2 separate regions of the Xenopus tropicalis genome follow, and region 2 is linked to region 1. The links are chromatin contacts, called in public Hi-C maps. All regions are on one chromosome and are shown on one strand. Each heading gives the region's core, a stretch centred on a gene start, on an enhancer-like site or on the middle of the called end of the contact. The rest is flanking DNA. Distances are from core to core; before and after follow the strand shown. Region 1 overlaps nr2f5 (nuclear receptor subfamily 2 group F member 5). Region 2 has its middle 29 kb from the start of nr2f5.

Region 1 (4,508 bases), core at 538-3,037:
CAGAGTAAGGCAGGGTGGTGTAACTACGGGTTAGTGTGCAGGGTAAGGCAAGGTGGTGTAACTACGGGTTAGTGTGCAGGGTAAGGCAGGGTGGTGTAACTACGGGTTAGTGTGCAGGGTAAGGCAAGGTGGTGTAACTACGGGTTAGTGTGCAGGGTAAGGCAGGGTGGTGTAACTACGGGTTAGTGTGCAGGGTAAGGCCAGATGGTGTCAGGGAAAGGGCTGTAACTGGGGCATAGTGTACTTCAGTAAGACTTTATATGAGCTTTATCCAACATGCAGCCTCCTAGCCTTAATTACTACTGCGAATTGTAAGGCACACATATTTATAACAAAAAAGGGAAAGTTGTGCTCCACCGTTAGGCAGGGTTGCAAAATATATATATATATATATATAAATATTGATAATGGATGCAGAGGATCTCTTGTTGTTGTCTATACAGTAATTTAGTTATTTGCCTGTGCAGGGTACATTTCCCTGGATCCTGACACCATTAACAACTGGGTTTTAGCCACTTGAGGATTGAAATTGTGATCCATCAGAATCCCGAAATTGAAAAATTGGGCTGTAGCCAGCGCATGCTTAATATACATAGATGGACAGAGAGAAACAGAGAACTGTTGATTGATAAATATAGAAACATGGAGACAAATACAATGTCATGTTGACAGATAACGAGACATGTACATAGCTACAGAGACATGTAGACAGATATATGTTGACAGACAGATAGGTAGAGAGATAGATATATAGATAGATTGATATAGATAGATAGATTGGATAGATAGATAGATAGATAATAGATAGATAGATAATAGATAGATAGATAGATAGATGATAGATCGATAGATAGATAATAGATAGATAGATAATAGATAGATAGATAGATGATAGATCGATAGATAGATAGATAGATAGATAGATAGATAGATGATAGATCGATAGATAGATAGATAGATAGATAGATGGATAGATAAGGGATTGGTGGATAGAACCACTTTTGGTTTACATTAATGGGATTTAAGGACTTTTAGAAATTAAGGGAAAATATAAAAAGCACGAATTGAGGTTGGACTGAGGGAGACATACTGATATAGCTCTATCTATAGATAGAGAGAGTGATATATATATATACACATTATTAGATCATGTTTGGGCAGAAAGGGGCATTTGGCTTGTCACTCCCCAGGGAAAAGTATGGGAGAATGACTATAAAATGTTTGTAATACTACAAAATTGTGTACGAATGTGCTATATACTTTACACATATATATAAAGAGAGTATACCAGGGATGTTCCGCTTCAGCTTGTTAGGGGATGCTGGGAGTTGTAGTTAGCAGTAGCCAGAGCACTGTATGTTATTCAGTTGGGGGCCCCAGGTTTGTTTTTCTTTTACAGTGGCCCCTCCACTCTAACGCAGGCTCTGCCAATAACTACATGTATATCCCGTCAGTAGTATATAAATATACATGTCAGGGATACCTAGAGATATGTTTGGTTAACAATAATGATTGACAGACAGCCAGTCGTAACTACAGTGAAAGTTTAATAACTTTAGTACAAATAAGCAGCAAACTCTTTTTGCCCAGTATTATGGCCATTTAAGGCAAGAAAACAATCTCATATTACTGCCTTGCAGCGCTGGGGTCCCACTATCTGCATGCTATCTGTATGTTCCCTGGCTCATTTGTTATATTCTGTTTTGCCTGGGTTAAGTGGCCACGCATTTCACAGCCAGTTCTGCTGATAGATGGTTATCCAGACACTTAAGAATCAAGTGCCCTAAGCCAACTTGCCCCAAGCCCCTCGGGCTGTGAAGTACAGAGTGGGAGATAGTGAAGCGCATGTCGGCAGTCGTAACTGCTGAGTGGTTGGGGGGGGTGGTTGATGGCTGTTATAACTCTCATACTCTTGTTTAGACATGTCAGGAGAATTATGATCTATTCACCTCTGTAATTAGATGGCTGAACAGCTGTCTGGCCCCCACTTAAATCCAAGTGTCCATTATTTTAATTAGCCTTCCCCAGCGCACCCAACTTTAGCCTACCCGCAATTCCCAATTTTCCTTTCCAGTGAGAAATGAATTTATATTATAAGGATTTATATTATAAGGAATATTACTAAGCAATTTTATTCTCTGCACTGCTGGTTCTGACTCTACCAATGGAGCAGCCAGGGTTAACAGCTCTAGAAAGAAGCATGTAATGGCTGGCTTCTACTGCATTGTTTCAACAGATAAACACTGGTTTCAATAACAATAGCCTTAACAAACACCTTTGAAACCAGTGAAAATGCTGCATTAAGGTAGATTGGAAAGTTGCTTACAATGACTTTGTTTTATGGGTTTACATCCCCTTTAATCAATTGAAACCATTTCTAACGTAAAGCTATTAGTCGGAACTGGCAGTGGAATCAATTTGGTTGATATTAGATTTTAATTTCATTATAATTTTAATAGTAAGGCAGTTTTGGTGCAAAGGCCCTCTAGTGGCCATAAGAAGAAATTTTATTGAAAAGTCAAGAATTTAAAGTATAATTTCATACCTATGTGCTTAGTTTTATTGCTGGCGATTGGGGTCTCGGTTTTACTGAGAAACAATGCATTCATTTTCATTTCTCCATGGCAGAGGAAGCAATGTAGATCTTACATGGGTTATTGTATAAGAAGATATGGCTGACACACAGGGATGGGTATAAAGGAACAAGATGGCGACAGTAATGTTGCCCCACCATGGAATGATTGTTGTCCATATCCCAATGTGTCAGACTTTGCTGAACCCGAATAGTGATCCACACTTTGTTTTCTTCTTCACAGCAGTCCAGCGCGGTCGGATGTCTCACCCACAAACCAGCCCAGGCCAGTATACTCTGAACAACGTTGACCCTTACAATGGGCACTCGTACCTAACGGGATTCATCTCCTTGCTTCTCCGAGCTGAGCCATACCCGACCTCACGGTATGGAGCCCAGTGCCTACAGCCGAACAACATCATGGGCATCGAAAACATCTGCGAGTTGGCGGCCCGCCTACTCTTCAGCGCTATTGAGTGGGCCAAGAACATTCCTTTCTTTCCTGACTTCCAGCTCTCTGACCAAGTGTCCCTCCTCCGTATGACGTGGAGTGAGCTGTTTGTTCTTAATGCAGCACAGTGCTCCATGCCCCTCCATGTGGCGCCCCTGTTGGCAGCCGCTGGCCTCCATGCATCGCCAATGTCTGCCGACCGTGTGGTGGCCTTTATGGACCATATTCGAGTCTTTCAGGAGCAGGTGGAAAAGCTGAAGGCACTTCACGTTGACTCTGCAGAATACTCCTGTTTGAAAGCCATAGCCTTGTTTACACCTGGTAAGTAATATTCTTTATCAACCACTGGTATACAATGGTACAATCCAAATATAAGCTAAACACGGCCACAATGGAGCGGACCAAGTGACCTGCTGCAGTGTGGGGCCATCTAAAGAGCTGGGTAGATCTTTTATAATAATATCAGGTTTTTCTCTTCCACCCTATGCCTGCACTATCACTACATGCATGAATGGGCAGAGGCAACACCGGACACGATAAAAGGCCCCATTAAATCATTTTTTTGTGGGGGCTGAAAGTTACACCTCTGCTTAGCCATAGTGACCAATGGTCTTAGCCTTCCTGAAGTTAAGAACCTGCAACCAGGCATAGAGGCACTTCCACAATCAATGTCTTTTCATGTTCCCCAGTAGTAACCATTCCATTAAAAAAGTATTTACAGCAAGGGCCAATCTGCTCCATCTATTGTTACTCTATATCCTCCTTCATCCAGTTGCAAGTGGATTATGGGAAGTTTTTTTTAACAACAGCAGTTGATGCAGTTCCCCTGAAGGGGTAGGTTGGGTAGAGGAGGCACTCATGTAATGTAATACTGCTGGTATGGCCATTCATGGACCTTTATTAGAGACAAAACTAAGGGCAGCAGGGGCACCTACCTAGGGTACAACCATTTTGGGGATAGTGGGGAGGAACAATTTCAGAAATTATGTTTATTAAGGTATACATAACAGAGGGCTATTTGAGTGGCTCATCATTAGACCAGCTACCTGTCCTCAACATCTTCTTGTTAGTTGGGTGCAGAGCAGATCAACACCCTTGCCTTGGGTGCCAAAGGTCCTTGGCCCAGCTCTGGCCTTGTGGGGGGGGTGTCCCCTATTTCACCCAAACTTCAAGTAGCATTAATTATCATTTATATATAAAGAAACTTCTACTTCAGGGGCTGTTCACTTATTATTATACTTTATTCATATTGCACTTGAGCTTCCTTTCATCTACCAGTTCTTCGGTAATGACTTCCTAGGAGTAGCATCCCATAATATCAATTCTCCATCTTCATGTCACTTATGTCAGTAGCATTTCTACTTAACGTTGTTAATTAGGATCGCACTTAAACATCAGACACAACCATTGCTTACTGCTTTTAGGGGGATCAAGAAGGGGGTCTTTCGAGGTGTCTGTGCATAATGGGGTCTGCTCAGCTCATAT
Region 2 (4,668 bases), core at 1,944-4,443, 40 kb before region 1:
TCACCTGGAAAATCACCAGCACCTTTAATAAATGCAAGTTGCACTGATTTAATTTAAAGGCAAGTGCCCCCAACCTGATTTCACATGATCTGGTAACCCTAATTTGCTAAGCAATATACCTACACAATAGTATTTTCCAAAAATGACCTCCCTTTGTGCTTTGTAGCTTATTTCTCCAGGCAGGTTTGGGATATTTATGAACTGTTTGCCACTGTCCATGTCAGCTTATCCCAAGGGTGACCTGTTTTATGTACAGGACATGTCCAATCAAAGGGAGATCTGTGCTCTGTTTCGTGATACTTGCCCCTTTTTCACTGACTAATTAAACTTCAGATCATGTGACCAACATCTGGGAGGATTTATTAACCAACGTAGCTGAAAACTGAAGCTACATATTTAAGGTCGCAATTGAACTGTCGATGTTTCCATTGGAATTATTTCATTTTATTACCCTTGGTTTATATTCTGATGGCTGACCAGATGGTCTGAGAGTGGTGGAAAGTAAAATATCATGGTTATTGACATAGTGTAGAGGTGCCCATACACGTGAAGATCCGCTCGCTTGGCGAGGTCGCCAAGCGAGCAGATCTTCTCCATAAATCCCCACCTACGGGTGGGCAATATTGGGTGAATTTAAGCTAATTCGGATTAGAGCGCCGGAATAGGCGCAGTCGGTTTCGGGGACCGCATGAACGACCCAATTCGGTCCCCGATCCGACTAACTTTTTAAACCCGCCCAATCGATATCTGCCCGATTTGAGGCCAGATGTCAGTCGGGCATGCCCGTCGTTTGTGCCCCTATACGGCCGATTAGCTGCCAAATCTGTCTAAGGGACCGATATCAGCAGCTACAATCGGCCCGTGTATGGCCACCTTAGGGCAATAAGCTGTTACAATAGCAAAATGGCACCCTAAAGGTGGCCATACACGGGCCGATTGTAGCTGCACAAACGACCAGCCTGCCCGACTGACATCTGGCCTGAAATCGGGCAGATATCGATCAGGGCAGGTTAAAAAATTTAGTCGGATCGGGGACCGCATCGGCTCGTTGAAGCGGTCCCCGAACTGACTGCACCTATTTCGGCATTCTAATTCAATTGTTTGGCCCCAGGGCCAAGCGACTGAATTAGCCTAAATTCTCCCGATATTGGCCACCCGTAGGTGGGGATATCAGGAGAAGACGTGGCCAAGCGAACGGATCTTCATGTGTATGCCCACCTTAACACAACTCAAGTATTTAAACTAATCTGAAGAATATATTAAAATTGCCACACTGACCTATGGCCCCCATGGGGTTCCAGCTTGGCTGATGACCCCCATACATGCACAGATGTATCAGTCCAAATTTCCCAATATTGGAGTATAAACAATGACATTTGTCCTCACAAATTATATTATATTAAAAAAAACCCACTGATTTCTGGGTTTGAGTTGAGTCAGCTTCCTGCAGTATAGACTTCTATTATACAAGATAAGTAATTAGGCTAAACAAGAAGGTTTGGAAGCTGCCTGGTGTCCTAACTGTTCCTCCTCTGATATGCTAAGTGAGGTCACCTTGTTAGAGATATGAGTGCAGTGAAAAGAGTCTCTAAAGAGACTTGTTAGCAGTCTCTCTGCATGAAGGGAAAGTGTCTGTACTTGAGATTCTGCCACTTCTCCCTGCATGGCTGTCTACTACCTAAAGCTCAACCTCCCCACAATAGAATATGTTGCATTTTCACCACCGCCATCTCCTCGCTGACATTTTTTTATGTGTAGAAAAGGTGTATTCATATGTTAGAACCGATGTCTCTTTTATAGCAGTACTGTTAAACATGATGTTCCGTCTGATTGCCGTATTCTTACTAGGATTGTTTTGTCATTCTGCCAATGATATCCCCCAAGGCAGCTTTATTACAAGCAACAGTGAGGTCTGATCTTCCCCTAATAATCCTTTGACAGCGGGAGACAATGAGCCTCTATGAGGATGGCTCTGCTAAGAAATAATCAGACTCCTGTTTTTAGAGCAAAAAGCAGTCATACAATTACTAAACTGAGCTCTGCCTAATAAAGATAAACAGAAGAGTATATGATAACATACCTGAACAGAATAATGCAGAAATGTGTCTATGTAAACAAATATTGTCGATAAAATTCCTTATAAAAGGTGTTTAGTGATCAATTATAATTGGTGCTTTCCTGTATAACTCAGCCTGCGGCATTGTGCCTTTATATGAAAACCCCTTAGTGACCTCTAATATCCTTATCATTTACAGTAGGGGGTACATTATCCCTTATAAAACATGAGTGATACTCAGAGTTCCCTGTATAACTCAGCCTGTAGCCTTGTGCCTTTATATGGGCACAGAACCCCTCAGTGACTGCTAATATCCTTATCATTTACAGTAGGGGGTACATTATCCCTTATAATACATGAGTGATACTCAGAGTTCCCTGTATAACTCAGCCTGCAGCCTTGTGCCTTTATATGGGCACAGAACCCCTCAGTGACTTCTAATATCCTTATCATTTACAGTAGGGGGTACATTATCCCTTATAATACATGAGTGATACTCAGAGTTCCCTGTATAACTCAGCCTGCAACCTTGTGCCTTTATATGGGCACAGAACCCCTCAGTGACTGCTAATATCCTTATCATTTACAGTAGGGGGTACATTATCCCTTATAATACATGAGTGATACTCAGAGTTCCCTGTATAACTCAGCCTGCAGCCTTGTGCCTTTATATGGGCACAGAACCCCTCAGTGACTGCTAATATCCTTATACTTTACAGTAGGGGATATATTATCTCTTTAATTGTGCCCTTTTTATTTTCTTTCATCATAACAAGGAACCAATGCACGTAAAAACAGCTCCATGATTGTTAGAGAATCCTGGGGGTGCAGGCACTATCGCTGTTACAAAGTGCATTTGTAGGTACGTGAGCATATGTGTGCTTTTTACAAGAAGTTTCTCTTTTGTAGATCTCTTATCTCTCCATCTCCAAAGAAGCCAACTCTGTGATTCCTAAGTGAGCTATTAAACAGAAATGTGTTCAGGCTTTGTGGCCCCAACGCTTGACCTGTTTAACTTGATTTTTATGACTCTGAAGCCAAATCAGCCATAATTGGCTGACTCACACAGCCCTGGGGTCTCTGAGAGAGATCAGAGGCAGGAGCCTTCTCTTTAGTCTCTACGCTGATCGACCATACAGCAGCTTACTGGGCCCCGGACAGGCAATTAAGTGAAGGGATAGCCAGGCCTTCATTTTGCCTCTTCGCCCTCATAATGAACGGCAGCCAAACAATGAGAAAGGCGACAATGCGCACAAAGTATTGTCTCAGGGATTAGAGAAAATGGACTTTAAAATATCATTAAACAGCAGATAATTAAGGAAACTCTGGTTGGTAGGGTTTTATTTTCTATCTGACACAGTAATAATTGGGGTTTTATGCTCAGTTAAACCCTGTATTTGTTAGGACTTTTGTTTTATAACCACAGTAGAATGCAGAATTCTGTTTTGTCTCAAAGAAATGTTCATTATGTTTTGGTGTTCTCCTCCAAGATTATATACAATATAGATTAATTTTCCCCCTAGAATTCCAGTGAAACTTATATGGTTTCCTTTAGGGATTTCTTACCAAGTATCCCTGGAGCCATTGCCCAAGTATTGGTTGGCCAAAACTAGGCGAAAAACTTCTCAAAGACTCCTTTGTTGAGTATTTAATCATTCTAAATAAGATTCCATAGACACCATCAAGTCTTTGATGATGAACCATCCCTCCTATTTCATCATGCTGGATTTATGAACACGTCCATTCCCTAAATTTATACGGTCCGAAATACTGTTTTCTATCCAAGCGGCTGATCTACTGAGACTATAAATTTCAGTGTTTTGTTTCAGTTTCTTAGATAAATGTTTAATAAGCAGACTGAGTAATGTTTCTCCTCTTTCAAGAATGGAGGTTTCAGAAATATATGAGGTTCCTGAAAATATTTATAGCGCAGCAGCTGACTCTGAAGGACCGTGAATAGTTCATTCATCTCGAGCGTCCTTAACATTTAGATGATCATCATATGTTACTGAAGGAGCCAATTAAGTTCCTATAGATGTTGTCGCTCCATGTTATCAAATACTGCCATTGGTTGGTTCACCAATGACAATAAACTTGTGGTGTGATGTAGATGTGATGTAGTAACCTAGAACAAGTGGAATAACCTGTAGCAACTAGCATGTGGTGTGATGTAGGTACGATGTAGTAACTTAGACCAAGGTTGTCCAAGTGGAATAATCTGTAGCAACTAGACAGCAGTTTTCTTTTATTGGTCTGCTACGGTTAGAATGATTAAAAAGGAAGCATATGATTGGTTCCTACAGGTTACATTTCCAACGTAATAACATAATACATGGTGTATGTACCCAAACTACTTCAGTAGAAAGCACTTTGGGACATGGAGGGAGACACTTTCCTGCTATTTGGACTGCTCGCTTTACCATGGGAGGGCAAATATTTTTAACTTTTCTACTGTTAGGCAGCCTGTTGCCTGTGTATAGGTCAAATTATGACCTATCCAACATATATATGATTACCCCATGGTAAGATCTCAATCAAGAATGCACTCCTTACCCAACATGTCTGTATACAACAACCCCAAGAGCTGATACTTGGCTAAAGGACAAAAGAAT

What was found. Hi-C and Micro-C count contacts between places; a contact is called where the count stands out from the background.
Region 2: a contact with region 1 is called in a Hi-C map of neurula embryo, with 1.5 times the contacts expected there. The contact joins two enhancer-like sites. A contact is called at or near these places in 2 of 5 Hi-C or Micro-C datasets (neurula embryo and tailbud embryo).

The regions. Positions count from the first base shown.
Region 1 is chr8:128,683,095-128,687,602 of UCB_Xtro_10.0, reverse strand. It overlaps nr2f5 (nuclear receptor subfamily 2 group F member 5), which reads left to right. Exons shown (of 4, transcript XM_004917341.4): 3 at 2,820-3,344. Among named protein-coding and RNA genes, the nearest start is that of nr2f5, 12 kb to the left of the region's middle. Within about 2 kb of position 1,787, at least 5 of the 11 cell types and tissues checked have an H3K27ac peak or open chromatin away from gene starts, as enhancers often do. A contact at or near this core is called in neurula embryo, where this site is marked.
Region 2 is chr8:128,723,911-128,728,578 of UCB_Xtro_10.0, reverse strand. No RefSeq gene overlaps it. Among named protein-coding and RNA genes, the nearest start is that of nr2f5, 29 kb to the right of the region's middle. Within about 2 kb of position 3,193, at least 2 of the 11 cell types and tissues checked have an H3K27ac peak or open chromatin away from gene starts, as enhancers often do. A contact at or near this core is called in neurula embryo, where this site is marked.